Linked DNA regions of Gossypium hirsutum: region 2 is linked to region 1. A link is a contact called in public Hi-C data. All regions are on one chromosome and are shown on one strand. Each heading gives the region's core, a stretch centred on a gene start, on an enhancer-like site or on the middle of the called end of the contact. The rest is flanking DNA. Distances are from core to core; before and after follow the strand shown.

Region 1 (7,726 bases), core at 2,463-4,962:
AAGCATAAATATGAACATCCAACTTACCAAATCATTTATAAGGATCACTTAAGTATATTATCCATCATACCATCTCCAAACATCAATCAAGACACATCACATATCATGGTTTCGATCTCGCCCTAGATTTTTTTTGACCTGAATCCTTAGATTGTTGCCTTCCTCTGGCAACCAAATCGAGGCTTGCCCATCTAACTTGTTTTTCGAACCTAACTTGTTGTCAAGTTTATCGTTACTCAATAAGTTCCCCTTCACATCCTCAAATGAGAGTCTTTCTCTATCATAAATTAGGGTTTCCCTGAAAGTTTTATATAAAGAGACAAAGAACACAACAACAACATAGCCTAATCTTCATCGTCAATGTTGGCCTCAACATTCCTTTGGTAATTAAGGAAAGTAAAAAATTCACTGATGTAAGCCTTAATAGACTCACCTTGAGCTATACGGAACGTGTATAATCATTGTTTGAATACCAAGCAATTTGTGAGAGACTTTATCATGTAAAGGGCTTCTAATTTCTTCCATAAGGCTACTGCAATTTTTTTTTGTAAGCACCTCCTGCAACACATTGTTAATGAAACACAATTGAATTGTTGACAGAGTCTTCTCATGAAGCTCCTCCCATTTTGTTTGATTCACATCTGCAGGTTTTTACCATGTAATAACCTTTTTCAGATCATTCTGAACTAGAATTTCGTAATTCGAACTTGCCAGAAATTAAAATTTGGGACCCTATCAAACTTCTCGATATTACCTCATTGTCATCTCTGAATAGGTTGAATGCGAAAACCAAATTTGACTCTGATACCAATTTGTTAGGATAAACCCAAATTATGTGACGAACAAGAACGAATAGAGAAAAATTAGATACAAATATTTACGTGAAAAAACCTCCAAAGAGGATAAAAAAACCATGGGCAAAAGAAACTTTACTAGAATGGAAAAAATTGAAGAGGAGTACAAGATGGAGAAATAATAAACAAGCTCAAACCCAAAATACAAAGTTCTCCCGAAATTCTCACAAAGCTCTCTTAATTGTGTTGTTGAATCGAACTCTGTAGGGTTGCTAAAAGTCCTATTTATATGTTAAAATTCGTGTGAATATATGACTAAAATATCCCTAGAATAATCAGAGTTAGACTAGGAAAAGATAGTAAAGTTTAACTAGGAGAAGAAACCCAATTTAGTAGGGAACAAGTCGCCACGTCGTGACGTGGCATATTTCCTTGTCGGAATGTCATTCTTTCCATCGTCAAGACGTGACGATTCTTCTCGTCGGGACGTTGTTGTCGTGTCATCAGGATGTCAACTATTCTTTGTCATGATGTCAACTCTGTTTCCTCCAAAATACGACGCATGTTCCATATAAATTATTTTTTAAAATAACTTCAGAATTTTTTAGGATTTAAATAATATAAATTTTTTGTTATAACTTTATAAAATACACAAATTATATTATAATTTTTTTTGGCTATAACCATCCCAAACACTTATATGTGTTCATACTTATAATATAATTTTTATAAATTTTATAGAAATAGATTTTTAAAATTAGATTTGGGTATTATTATATGTGTAATTACTCCAATTTTAATCATCCCCTAAGAATTGAAAAGTGTAATTAGGTACTCCAATTACACCTAATTCGATGGAACCCATCAATTACAATGGTTATCCAAACATGTCACATTTGTGTAATTATAAGTAATTACATCCAAATCCAATTACTAGGTAGCTTTCTAAATAATACCTAATAATTTTTATTTTATTTACTTCAAAAATTCTAACTCGTATATTCTCAAATTAACACTATTATGAGTGGGTTTTAGAAATTTATGAAAAATACTTTTACAAATTAGTTAAATATTTTTAAAAATATTTTATAATTACAAATTATTAATTATTTTTTAGAAATTCATTAAATTAAAAAAAACTAATGTTATAAGAGTATTATAAATTTAATATATACAATCGATTCATGCATCGCAAATAAATACAAATAAATAGATTTATAAAAAGGTTTAAATACGCTAAAGGTCTTTATACTCTTTTGAAATTTAAAATTTAGTCCTTACAATTTCAAGACATGGAGTCCTTATACTTTTCTGATTTTAAAATCTTGATCCCGCCGTTCAATTTTGCTGTTAAAGCTAACAATGTCAAAGACAAAATAACTTTTTTAGCTCTCAACATTTACAATTTTTTTAGTCAATTTGGTTCTTACCCTTTAAAAGTACATAATTTTTTTTAAAAAATATTTTATTTTTCATATTTTACAAAAACATAACAATTAAAAAATTATATTTTAAAAAAAATAAAAAATAAATATAATCTTTTAAAAAATAAAAAAATATAATTTTTAAAAAAATTAAAAATTAAGAAAAAATAAAAATTCTTAAAAATTCAAAAAATAAAAATCATTTTAAAAATATAAACAAAAATTTAAAAATTCAATGTTATCTAAATTGGAGTGGGAACAGTTGGGGTATTGGTCCATTGAGAAATAAAAATTTGGTTCAGCTGTGAATTGCTACGAATTGGTTCAACTGTGTTAAAAAATCGATTTGATCGATTCAAAGCAAATAAATTATTAAAAATAAAATAAAAAAAATCAAAAATTATAAAAATTGGTTCAATTGATAGTTCAACTAATTTTTTTAGCCTCGTTCACCCAGTCCATACTAATTTACGGGTCAACCAGTATTTTTAACATTTTAAAACTTTTTTAGCTTCAACATTTACAGTTTTTTGTCAATTTGTTTCATACCCTTTAAAAATATGTAAATTTTTTTTAAAAAAATTTAAATATGTATTTCTTATTTTAACAAAAAAAATTAAATATAGTATAAAAAGAAAATATGAAAAAGAACTCTTTAAAATTCAAAACTAAAAATATTTGTAAAATTTAAAAAAATCTCAAAATTCAATGTTATCTAAACTAAACTGGATCGATTGGATTAAGAACCAGTTGAGGTATCGGTCCATGGTAAAAAAATTGGTTGATCTGTGAACCAATATGAATTGGTTGAATTGAGCTAAAGAATCAGTTGAACTGAAAGTTGAACAAATTTTTATATATTTTTAATATTTTTATTTTTGATGTTTTAATAATTTATTTTCTTTGAATCATTCAGGCCAGTTGTTTTGGGAACTAATTGGTCAAACTCGTTCAAAATTGGTTCAACTATTGGCTCAACTAGTCCGTATTGGTTCGTGGGTCAACCGATTTTTTAACTTATTTGGATCGATATCCCAACCGGTTCCCGATCCAATTGGCCGGTCTAATTTGGTTTAGATAACATTAAATTTTGGAATGTTTGTTTATATTTTTAAAGTCATTTTTATATTTTGAATTTTAAATATTTTAATTTTTTTCATATTTTTTAATTTTTTTAGAAACTATATTTTTTAATTTTTATATTTTTTTTATCTAAAATATGAAAATAAATTAATTTTTAAAATTTTAATGTACTTTTAAAGGATAATGATCAAATTGATAAAAAAATTCTAAATGTTAAGGGCTAAAAGAGTTATTTTACCTTTAGCACCATTAACTTTAATGGTGAAGTTAGGGAGAAGACCAAGACTTTTAGATAAAAAATACAAGGTCTCAATGTCTCAAAATTAAAATGTAGAGACAAAATTTTAAATTTTAATAGGGTACAGGGGGCATTAGCATATTTAAGCCTTTATAAAAATATGACAATTAAATCTACGAATATGGTTTTGATATAATTGGGCTGAGGTTTTGGATCTTAAAAGGCCGAGTTCAAATAAAAATAAAAATCACGACATTTTTTTTGATAATTTAGTTATCATTATTCTTTTTTTTTTTAAAAATTGTTTTACACAGACAAAAGAAGCAGGCAGCATTTTCATTGTCACTGGGAAAAAAAGAAGAAAATAAAAGGAGAACAGAGAGTTCGTTTTCTTTGTCGTTCAGATCCAAATCTCTGCCTGCTTTACTCTTCTTAGATCTCCGAATTCCAACTTTTGGATCTTCAACTGCAGATCTTAGATTTGAAAAGAAATTCGGTTTAATTCCGTGCAGCCGTAGTTCGTTGATTGATTTATTTGAAGCGTTTAATTGATTGGATCTGATTCGAGCTCTCTACGAAACTTTCAACCCTGGACCCAATCATGAATCCTTTCTCGTCCGGTACTCGTCTACGGTGAGCATCAATTCCTTCCGTTGCAATTTATTCTTTTTGTCCTCCCTTTTCCTTTTAATTTGAAGGTCAGATCAAGAACACGATGGTTTTTATTTGAATGTATTGGTTTTTCGATTAAAAGAGCTGGGCTTCTGTGCAATTTGTTTTGATTCCTTGATTGAAATTTATGGTGTTCGGTTGTAGTTAGTGCTACTTAAAAGATGATTGCGTCTGAACTTAGAGCCGAATGGAGTTTGTTAGGAATTTCGGTTTCATAATTCCATTTTTCAAGCTAGCTTGGCTTTGAATTAGTTGCAGTTATGGGTGAAAATGTAGAAATATTTGAAGTTATAGCATATTCATATAGTAATGGGTTTGACAATAGCTTGATCTATTGTTTTCATGAATATTGGTAATATCGAATGATGCGCCAAATACCATTGGTGCTTAAGGTACAAATTTCTAGAGAGGAAACGAAAACATCCACCAGTTTACTATCCATACTTCCTCAACTTCTTGCACCATAGATATGTAAGTTATACAGCATTTTGGGATATTTATATGATCTTGAACCTTTAAACATCAGTAATTAGTGGCAATTTAGATATAAAATATAGTCAATGTAGTCATGTACGTAAGTATCCTCCAATATGGTTACCAAAGGTACAATAAGAATATCCTGGTTGTACAGTTGTACTTGTAATTCTGGTGGTTATATGTTCAAACTGATTTGTAGCACTTATCACACTTTTAGGAAACTATCGCAAAGTTGAATTCTCTTTTTACTTTTCCTTGTGTAGGCTGCTAGGTGATTGTATCTGTTGCAATGTAACTGAATAGTTGTATCTTTCTCTATATAAATTTAGTATGATTAAACAAATTTGCAAATGATAACCTCCGTTCCCTGTTAGGGAATTCTAAGTCGGTTCTTTGCATTAGTTTACTGAATTTCATCCATATTTTATGGATATAAAGATCTCAACCTCCTTGTCTTTATTCATCAAATGATTTATATCCTGATATTCTTCCCATGCGTAGTTCAGTAGTGCGTTCCAGAAATTGTTGACAAGAACATTTTGGTATAAATTGCAAAATGGGATCTCTTAGTTATATGTAATTTTTTTGGGGAAAAGAAAAGAGGATCATGGATTTCTTGCTGGTTTTTAAGAACACTTTTGTTCTCCCTAAACAATTCAGGGACTAAGCTCCCCCCCCCCAAAACACCTTTTGCCCTGTTTGAAATAATCAAATTATTGACCACATATTTTGTATATTTTCTTCTCCAAGTTATATCAATGGATCTGAACGATTGACTTGACTTTAGTTTATATGCATATCAGTTGAAACTGTTGTACTTACTGCTCCAATGCAGGGACATGATACGGGCTATACGTTCTTGCAAAACTGCAGCAGAAGAACGTGCTGTTGTAAGGAAAGAGTGTGCTGCTATTCGTGCTGCTATTAGTGAAAATGATCAAGACTATAGGCACCGTAACCTGGCGAAGCTCATGTTCATTCACATGCTTGGATATCCAACTCATTTTGGCCAAATGGAGTGCCTGAAGTTGATTGCGTCTTCTGGATTTCCAGAGAAGAGGATTGGATATCTTGGTCTTATGTTGCTTCTTGATGAAAGACAAGAGGTTCTGATGTTGGTAACAAATTCATTAAAGCAGTATCCTACATGTAGACTTTCTCAAGCTTTATTTGTTCCCATTTCCTTTTCCCTTTTACCATTTCTTTTCTCTATGAATAACATTGTCCCTGATAGGCTGGTGTTACCAAGGGTAAAAATAAGAAAATGGAGAGATATGGTTTAGTTTTTCAGAAACCTTAACTTATATGCAGAGATCTCAATCATTCAAACCAGTATATTATAGGACTTGCTCTCTGTGCTTTGGGAAATATTTGTTCGGCTGAAATGGCCCGTGACCTTGCACCAGAAGTAGAAAGATTGCTGCAGTTTCGAGATCCAAATATCCGGAAGAAAGTAAGTGTGTTCTATTCTTTATTCAAGGGCCTGTTGGCCACTGATTTTTGTTTCAATGAGATTTAAAATAAAGGAGGAAAAGGGAGGCTGATTTCAGGATTTGTGAATTTAACAAGCTTAAAAATTGCTAATTATCCCTCTTAAAGGTACTTTCTTCCTCGTCCTTTCTTCTACGGGAGTTGGAAAGTTTTGATTTTTTTGTTGAGCTCTTCAAGTATCATGGTTTTGTTATTTATTTGTTTCCAATAATACCTTTGTAATCTTGTCAATGCAAAGGTTAAAAACATCCATGTGAATCCATGGTCCACATGCCACACGACTAAGACCTCAAAATGTATGTTTTAATTATGCAACCTTCATATGCCTGCTACTTCCATGAAATCCGGATCTTTCTCTGCCCATTTATCTTAAGCAGGAGAATTTGCTGCACATACTCATTCAAGGGAATGGCATCTGTTGACTGTTTCCAGCCATTCTCTGAAGGCATTTTGATGTACTAAATTGGTTCATAAACAACTACTTGTTATCCTGTTGGAGGATTAATTTGATCATACTGACTTTCTTTTCTTCTTTTCTTTCTGGCCATGCCAACTTGCATTTGTTCATGAATTCTCATCATGTGCATTATCTGATAATTTTTAGGTTGTCTTTTCTTGAGCGATCTGACTTCAATCTTTGACTCCTCTTGACTCTATCTGTTTTTTGTAGGCAGCATTGTGCTCCATACGGATCATAAAAAAAGTTCCAGACCTTGCTGAAAACTTTATAAATCCTGCTGCTTCACTCCTTAGAGAAAAGCATCATGGAGTCCTAATAACAGGAATTCAACTTTGTACCGATCTATGTAAAGTCAGTTCGGAAGCCCTTGAATATTTTAGAGAGGTAATTTGGTTATGGATTTATAAGAATATAGCTATAGCATCAGAAAGACAAACACTTCATTGAGCATATAAAAACATTTTCTAACCCTGCGAAAGAAAAAGCCATAATTAAGAAATTTTTGTAAATATTACTTCTTTCTTTTGCTTGTTTGGACCGTCTCTACTCTACCAGCAATCCTTTGTTCTGGTTTTGGCTGGAGAGTACTTACCATCGAAAGCATTGAAGAAAGGGATCAGGTTTACTAGTGTTATGTCCTAAACTGTTGGCTATCCTTTGGTTTTTGATACTAAGATGCTTCAGGTTAATTTTACAATTTGGTTTATAGGACTTACGAACTTGTTTTGGCCTTTAGGGTCATGCAAAAACAGGGTCCTTTTTTTGTATCATTTAAAGATTGAACTGAATCATATATGTGGACTTCAGTGGGAAGAAACTTGTCAAAAATGGATAATGCATCAACTTTCTAATTGTGATAATAGCTTCTTTTATCATCACTGCAGAAATGTACTGAAGGTTTGGTCAAAACTCTGAAGGATATGGCAAACAGTCCCTATGCTCCTGAGTATGACATTGCTGGCATTACAGATCCTTTCCTTCATATAAGATTGCTTAAGCTTCTGCGGATATTGGGCCAAGGAGATGCTGATGCTAGTGACTGTATGAATGACATACTTGCTCAGGTATGTTGTGGCTATCTCTATTT
Region 2 (7,726 bases), core at 2,422-4,921, 710 kb after region 1:
ATTGCTTTAAAATTGTGATAAGAGGCATATCAGCGACACCATGGCAATGGAGAGGTTAGCACTAAATTGCAATCATGAAAACAGCAAAAACATGAGAAACAAAATATATTGTTGGTTGCTAACTTTCCTTTTCTCTTATTTTTGGTTATTGTTGTTGATGATGCATTTTAACTCCTTTTCCTGACTTGTCAGGCTATGGTCGATTCTTAGGGCAAGCCTTTTTATGACGCCTTTAGTGAGTCCAAGAGCGTGTAGCTATATGAGGTTCTATATTTTTGCTATTTAACTTTTCATTCCTTTTTGGCATGTGTGGTGAATCAACTATTCTCAATTTTCTGTTGCTAGAAAGAACTTATAGTTACATGCATCTCTAGTCAATAATAATAACAAACAAATAAAACAGCGAACAAGAATAGAAGATAACCATGCTACTATGATAAATCATATTACTTGGGACACAAATATGTCTGAACCATTTTTAGAGGTTGATGTGAAGTTGAATCTATGTCTTGAGGTTGTTATCTTATTGGCTTCAAAGATCATGATAGTTACTTGAACATTTAACTTCAATTTTGCCCCGTGACAAAACATTGTTCTTTTGGGTTGTCCAAAATATCCATCTGTATATGTTTTTGCCTTCCAAAATAATATGAATTTGTTAAGTTTTGCAATTCCTTTTAGGTTTATTGAATTTCAAATTTTTCAGGCTCCTGGTGCGTTACCTAAATTTGAGAGCCCCTTTGACTAGACAGTTCTGGCTCATATGGTTCGATTTATATTTTACTTCTGTAGAATCTTAATTCTAGTCATATTTTTTAAAATGTCAGCATGATAATGTGATAGTATTTTTGTTCTAGTATGTTAACGTGTTTAATTATCTCATCTTTCTAGCTGTTTAAGAAATGGTTTTTTTATTTTACTTTGATAACATTATGGATGAGGTTGATTTTTGTAAACAGATTTACACGCGACCTTTTATTTTACTGCCAACTTTAGCCGTTGAGGGTTCGTGAAATATGTAAGTATATCTTGTTTAATTGCAGCATGCAAATGCTAGGGTTATGTTTATGTATCCTATCTTATCCATTTGCACATTTATCTTTTGGGGCTTGCAAGATTTAAGGAGCCTCTCTAACTATACTATTATTTCATTACTTTAGTATATTCATTTAATATATATTGAAGGATAATTAGTATGGTTGATTAAATCGCATTACATAGTGTCTGACACAAACTTAATCCTCTACCTCAAATACTGTTATTAGTACGGGAGGGGGGATTTTCATTTTCACTCTCTAATTTTTCCATGCATATATTATAAAATAGATTTGTTATTAATACAGAATGATATAATCTCTACTGGATAGACTTGTTCCTTTGCTTTTTCAGTAACTAGTGCAAGATTACAGCAACTGGGTTCAACTCCAAAAGCAGTTGATAAATTAGCTTCTTTGTTCATATCAGCTAGTAAGCCTTTCACCCATTAATTGTTTTATTTTCCCTAATTTGTGTTTCTTTGTCTCAGTTAAGTCCATGATGATAAACCATATTCTTTTTAATCTAAATCAATGGCAACCAGTTTTAATCTGAGAAAAAAGTAGGGAGGGGAGGGGGGAATAGCATATTCAGACATATTGGCTGGGGCTGGCTATTTAACAAATTAACGATCATATTCCCCAAATGTAGCTGTATTTTGTTCTGTCAGATTAAAGTGATGTAATGAAGGATGTTAACCTGCCGCTGCTAGCAATAGTATTCGTTTTAATTACCTTAAATAATATTTTCTTTTCTTGGATGTTCTAACCTTGCCTTTGTGTTAAGTTACTAATAACAGGTAAACTAGCAAAGGCAAGGTCGAGTAACTCAATAAATTTGATATTTCAGCAGAGAATGCATTGTTGAGATTCAGCAGAGAAGGCATTGTTGAGATTCGCAATAAATTTTGACATCTTTGGTTAGAATGAGTTGGAATCTTTATCGCAATATGGGTTAAGTTTTGACATTATTTTATTATGATTTTGGATTGTCCCCAATTGGTCTCTTTGGAAATAGAGGAGATATTGCAACTTGACAAGATTCCGAGTGTTGAATATATAGAAATCAAATGTTTGTGCCTTTTCTTTTCGATGCTTCAGTGATCCTAATACCAATGGATAAGTAGAAAAATAAAAATTTCAAGACTATTTATATAATTTTGTTATGTTGGTACCAAATTTCAGACTATTTATACAAATGTTTCAGCAATACTAATACCAATGGTGGACAAGTAGAAAAGTAAAAAGATAACACTTTTTCTTTTCAGTGCTTTGTGCTTCTTTTTAATAAAAATTTCATGTTTAATACAATTTATCAATTTTAGATAATAACACAGATAAAAAAATTATATAAAAAGTTATGTAAATAACAAATGAAACTTTAGTTGAAACCATAAATTTGGGATTAATTTATAGGAAAATAATGACACCAGTTATTATAGTCCAAATGAAACTTTAGATGATACAATAAAATTGAGATTAATTTATAGGAAGATTAATTTATAGAACATAATTAAATTATTTGTTTCGCTAATGATATTCTAACACATTAAATATGCATTGTAATTTAAAAATAATAAAATAGTTATATATTATTTTTTAATATTATATATTATGATTTTTATTCATTCATATTTTAATAATAATTATATTAAGAATGTTATTAAATTTATATTATTATCTTTATTAAATTATATTTAATAATAATTATATTAAAATATGATTAAATTATTTATTATTTATTATTAAATTATATTTAATAATAATTCTATTATAAATTAATAACAATAATCATTTACTTAAAAAAATTCTGCTAAGGTTATTCTAGTCATTTTAGTTTTTTTCCTTATACTATTACAATATCATTCCATTCAACCAAACACAAGAATACTATTACAGTTCTATTCCATTCCATTCAATCAAATAGTTGAATTACTGATTACAACTCTATTCAATTACAGCTCTATTCAATTACAACCCTATTTCATTACAGTGAACCAAACTTACCCTTAAAAATAAAAGATAAATAGTCTAAGCAAAGACGGATCTCTAGGGGCTTTGGCATTCCCAAAATTTTGAAAAAGGTTTAATTTCTTTTTTGACTTTTTTTTTTAAAAATTAATTAGATGTCTCCAAAATTTTAGAAATTTTCTTTTCTCTTGCAACTAAAAAAAATTAATTAAACTCCTCAAATTTTTAAAAATTCTAGTTACATTTTTTAATTTTATTTTGAGTTTTTTAATAAATTTTATTAAAAAATTTAAAAATTTTCATTATTCTCATAAAATTTGATTTAAACTCTAATTTTTTTAAAAAATCTTCATTAAAATTTTAAAATTTTAAAATATTTTACTAAGCTCCCAAAATTTAATCCCAAATCCATCATTTGCATCTAAATTCTAAGTTACAAATACACTTAAAACATATTTTCTCCATGTACGGAATGGATAATTAGGATAAAATGTTGATGGACAAGTACAGAATATGAATACGATAAAAGCAGTGAATTTTACTACATCAATTTAGTTTAGTACTGAAGATGTGTATCCGGGCAAGGGCAAACAGAAGACCGCCACGTCACCAGTAACCGAAAATTTCGTCCTTCAACTATTCCCATGTACGCGCTATTATCACATTATTATTAATTAAATAAAAACAGCAGAAAGAAAAAAAATTGAAAATTTGTGAAATTATCCAGATAATATTTTTATTTTATTTATAAATAAACCCTCACTTGGTTTAGCCTTGACGATTCCGCTTTATTTTCTTTCAGATCTGGAGTTGATGCTCTAAACGACGAAGAAAGACAACCGAACTTTTTTTTTTCTGGCATTCTCAACGACAAATACTAGTTTCTTGTTTTTCTGTCTCTGTCTGCTTCTTCACAAAATGTGGTGAAGCTGAGCACCGGTAAAATCCTTTCAACTTCCTCACCTTTTTTAATGTTGTTAAGTGTCTAATTTTGGAATATCGAAATATTTTTTCTTTTCTTTTTTGGTTTTTGATTGTTGGATATTTTTCTTAATTTTTTTTAACGCTGGACTGCTCCACGAAGCTAACATTATTTTGTTGTTATTTTGAATATTTGCAAGTACTGCTAGTTCGTTTTTCTTTTCCGAGTTATTGGCTGAATTAATTCATTGGATTCTTCGTCTTGGAATTGTCTGAACTGAAAAAAAAAGGGGAAAAAGTAAGAGAAAAGAAACTTTTTACAATGCAGTTTGTGGAACTATATATAATTATGGTCCTAATCGAACTTCCATTTGCAGAAACTCTAAGTGAATTGATTCATCCATGGCGAAATTGCGGCAACATTATTCTTCTCAAGATTCATCCGTATCTCCTAGGGCTGGGAGATCGAGGGAATGGGAGGGTCCATCAAGGTGGACTGACTATTTGGGTCTTGACACGACTTCTCCTTTCTCATCTAGAAGCTCTAGGTACATGAATTCTGATGGTCAGGTCCACAGTTTGGGTGTGGGATCGCACAAGGGCTTGAACATGCAGTGGGTAGCGCAACTGGTTGAAGTTGCGGATGGCCTTATGGCCAAAATGTATAGATTGAACCAAATCCTGGACTACCCAGACCCTATAGGCCATGCATTTTCGGAAGCATTTTGGAAAGCGAGTGTTTTTCCTAACCATCCAAGGATTTGTATCTTGCTCTCAAAAAAGTTCCCTGAGCACTTCAGCAAACTGCAACTCGAGCGTGTAAGATCTGCATTTTTTCATGTTGCTGTAGGCCTTCTTCGACTCGTGAGTATCTGATTGTTCTATTGTCTTTGATAAAAATCGGTGCAGGTTGATAAGGCTGCTCTGGATTCTTTGAGTGGTAATGCAGAAGTTCATTTGCAGAGTTTGGAACCATGGGTTCAGGTGAGGTTAATTGCGCTGCAAAAGTATAAATTATCAAAAGGGGATTTAAGGCCTATCAAAATTTCATTTGCTTCCTAGTTTAAGGCTTTAAATTCTAGGATTTAGTGTCTTTGATGTGTGCTGTACGCATCACAGCATGATTTAAGTTACATAATTCCTTGCAGGCATCTTAGCAGCTATATAGGTTGGATAACATTCTATTTCTTGGTTTTCAAATATACTTTTAGGTTTCTTTCTTATGTATATTTAGTTTATAAAAATTGTCCTTTTTCTTTATCTTTGTAATAGTGATTGATTGTTTTCCATGGATTAGCTACTTCTTGATTTGATGGCATTTCGAGAACAAGCTTTGAGACTCATATTGGACCTTAGCAGTACCGTTATCACCTTATTGGTAAGTGTGAACTCTCTCTTCTATGATGCAAGTTTTATGTTGCTTTTTAGAAACACCAACTTGATCCACCTGCATTTTGGTGTTTGACTATTTGGGAGGTACAAAAGAAAGTGATGTGATGCACAAAATGTACCTAAACCAAATAGGTCCTTTTGATAGATTTTTTGTTATATCCTTCTTGATCTGCTTGAAAGAATATTGAAATTTTTGTTGTCTAGGTGATGTTGAATAACATGGTGACTAGTTTTCTGCAGTATACATGTTAACTTGTTACAGTCTTTTTGCAGCCTCATCAAAATTCCCTTATACTACATGCGTTTATGGATCTCTTCTGTTCTTTCGTTCGTGTCAACCTTTTTTCTGAGAAGGTAATTCTGCCTTGATTATATTTCCCTGTGTGCATGCATTAGTATGCATGAATTTTCATGTAAGACAGAATTGCTGTTACTTGAGAACTTATATCTGTTTTCTTAAACAATTATTAGTGCGGAAAAAGGTGTTGTCGGTTTGCTTATGTATTTGATGCTTTAATAACAGTTACCGAGGAAAATGATGCTGCAAGTTTATAATCTTTTGCATGCTATGTCAAGAAACGACCGAGATTGTGATTTTTATCATCGGTATGAAGTGACTACCTTTTAATCTTGTAGCTTGCTTCTAAGTATGTTGCAATACACTTTATTCAATTTCTGGCCAGTATATATTTAAATGCTTGTGGGATTTACCTTTGTTTGAGTAAACTTAAAGGGTGTTACTTTTTTCTAGTTTTGATTTTAAAATATATAGTTGTTTTAATCTATTTTTCTGTTGTGATTAGAAGGCTGGAGGTAGAACAAAATTCTGTATAGATGTCGCAAGTGTAAAAACTTACTGAGTTATTATAAAGCCTTAATTTTGGTTAGCTAATCAGTTTGTTTAGCACATAATATTTAATGTGAAGGAAAAATCATTCTCGTTAGGATAAGCCAAATGTCCTCCCCTCTTTTATGCTAAGAAGTCGTACTTATGATATGGTTGACAATGCTTTGACTTGAATCTTCTTTAAAGGCAAATTGTGTTGTGATTCTTATTCCTTTATATTTGCAAATTGCAAGTAATGTTGGTACTGAATTTCAGGTTGATTCAATTCATTGACTCTTATGATCCTCCATTGAAAGGATTACAAGAAGACCTCAATTTTGTCAGCCCACGCATTGGAGAGGTCATTTACATGCTTTATCTGATTAACATGTTTTTTATAATGGTCGTCGTTTTCTTTTATATTTATTTTTTATATGCAACAAGAGAATCATTTTCTATTATGTTTCTGCTCCATTTGTCGAAGTATATACTTTGTAGTATCCTTGTCTTTTATCCAGAAAATTTCTATTAAGATTTCGAGAATACAATCTACTGGCCTGGTTTTTTAAAAGTAACCCTGCCCGTGCGATGAGGACATTGCCCCTTCCCTAGTTCTCATCACCTTTTATGTTGATTTGCCTTTTATCAAATTCCTATCTATTTCTTTCAAATGGTTGATATTCTTTGTCTTTTGGAAATGATGAAAGGTTTAATCAACAATCTTATGAAAGTTCTGGAAGAAAAGATTAGTTCTCCTTTTAAAGATTGTGGAGGAGTTCACCATCTCAGTCTTGTGTGAATTATATTTTATGCAAATGTTTGTAACTGCCCTTCTAAGGAACAAAGAAATATTAATACTGCCTGAAATGGTGCTTGCAAGTTGTAGCAAGGAAAAATTTCCTAATACATCATTATCCTTTTATAAAGTTTTACTACGTAGGTAACTGCTCATCAATTTGAATGCTTTTGTCTAGCTTTTATGTGATTTAGTGGTTCTTATCACTTAAATGTTGAAAGATTGTTCGAGAACCTTATCCTTCCAAGAGCTTTAGTTCCCAGAGTTGTATACTTTATGTTGGAAATAGTTGCACTGAATTTTCAATCTGTATGTCCAGGTTTTAGAGGCTGTGGGTCCTATTATTTTCCTATCCACAGACACAAGGAAGCTGCGCAATGAAGGGTTTTTAAGTCCATATCATCCTCGGTATCCAGATATTCTTACGAACTCTGCTCATCCCATGGTAAATACTGTTACATGGAAAGATTTTTAGATACTATAAGATGTTTTTTGTACTTGCCAGAACATCTCTTTTCTCTAGTTTTTTGGCAATTGTGAACTTTCTTGTTCCTATCAAATACAATGTTTACTGCAACTGCATTTCCAATATCATTTTCTATACTGCAGAGAGCCCAAGATCTGGCAAATGTTACTGCTTACAGGGAGTGGGTATTACTTGGATATCTAGTTTGTCCTGATGAGCTGCTCCGTGTCACTAGTATTGATATTGCTCTGGTAACTTCGATAATTCTTTTGGCTCTTTCTTCTCTTGGTGTGTTAACAATTTGGCAGTTCAGATCGATA

What was found. Hi-C and Micro-C count contacts between places; a contact is called where the count stands out from the background.
Region 2: a Hi-C map of petal shows a contact between it and region 1, with 4 times the contacts expected there. The contact joins the promoter of LOC107951943 here to the promoter of LOC107901981 in region 1. A contact is called at or near these places in 5 of 34 Hi-C or Micro-C datasets (callus, leaf and petal).

Annotation. Positions count from the first base shown.
Region 1 is chrA01:64,127,839-64,135,564 of Gossypium_hirsutum_v2.1, forward strand. LOC107901981 (AP-1 complex subunit gamma-2) reads left to right here and starts at 3,713. Exons shown (of 18, transcript XM_016828175.2): 1 at 3,713-4,172; 2 at 5,524-5,826; 3 at 6,000-6,141; 4 at 6,850-7,023; 5 at 7,524-7,703. The coding sequence starts at 4,141.
Region 2 is chrA01:64,836,194-64,843,919 of Gossypium_hirsutum_v2.1, forward strand. It overlaps LOC107951943 (protein NAP1), which reads left to right and starts at 3,672. Exons shown (of 25, transcript XM_041100133.1): 1 at 3,672-3,944; 2 at 4,127-4,224; 3 at 4,304-4,745; 4 at 4,836-4,910; 5 at 5,224-5,304; 6 at 5,592-5,672; 7 at 5,842-5,924; 8 at 6,421-6,505; 9 at 7,260-7,385; 10 at 7,550-7,657. The coding sequence starts at 4,329.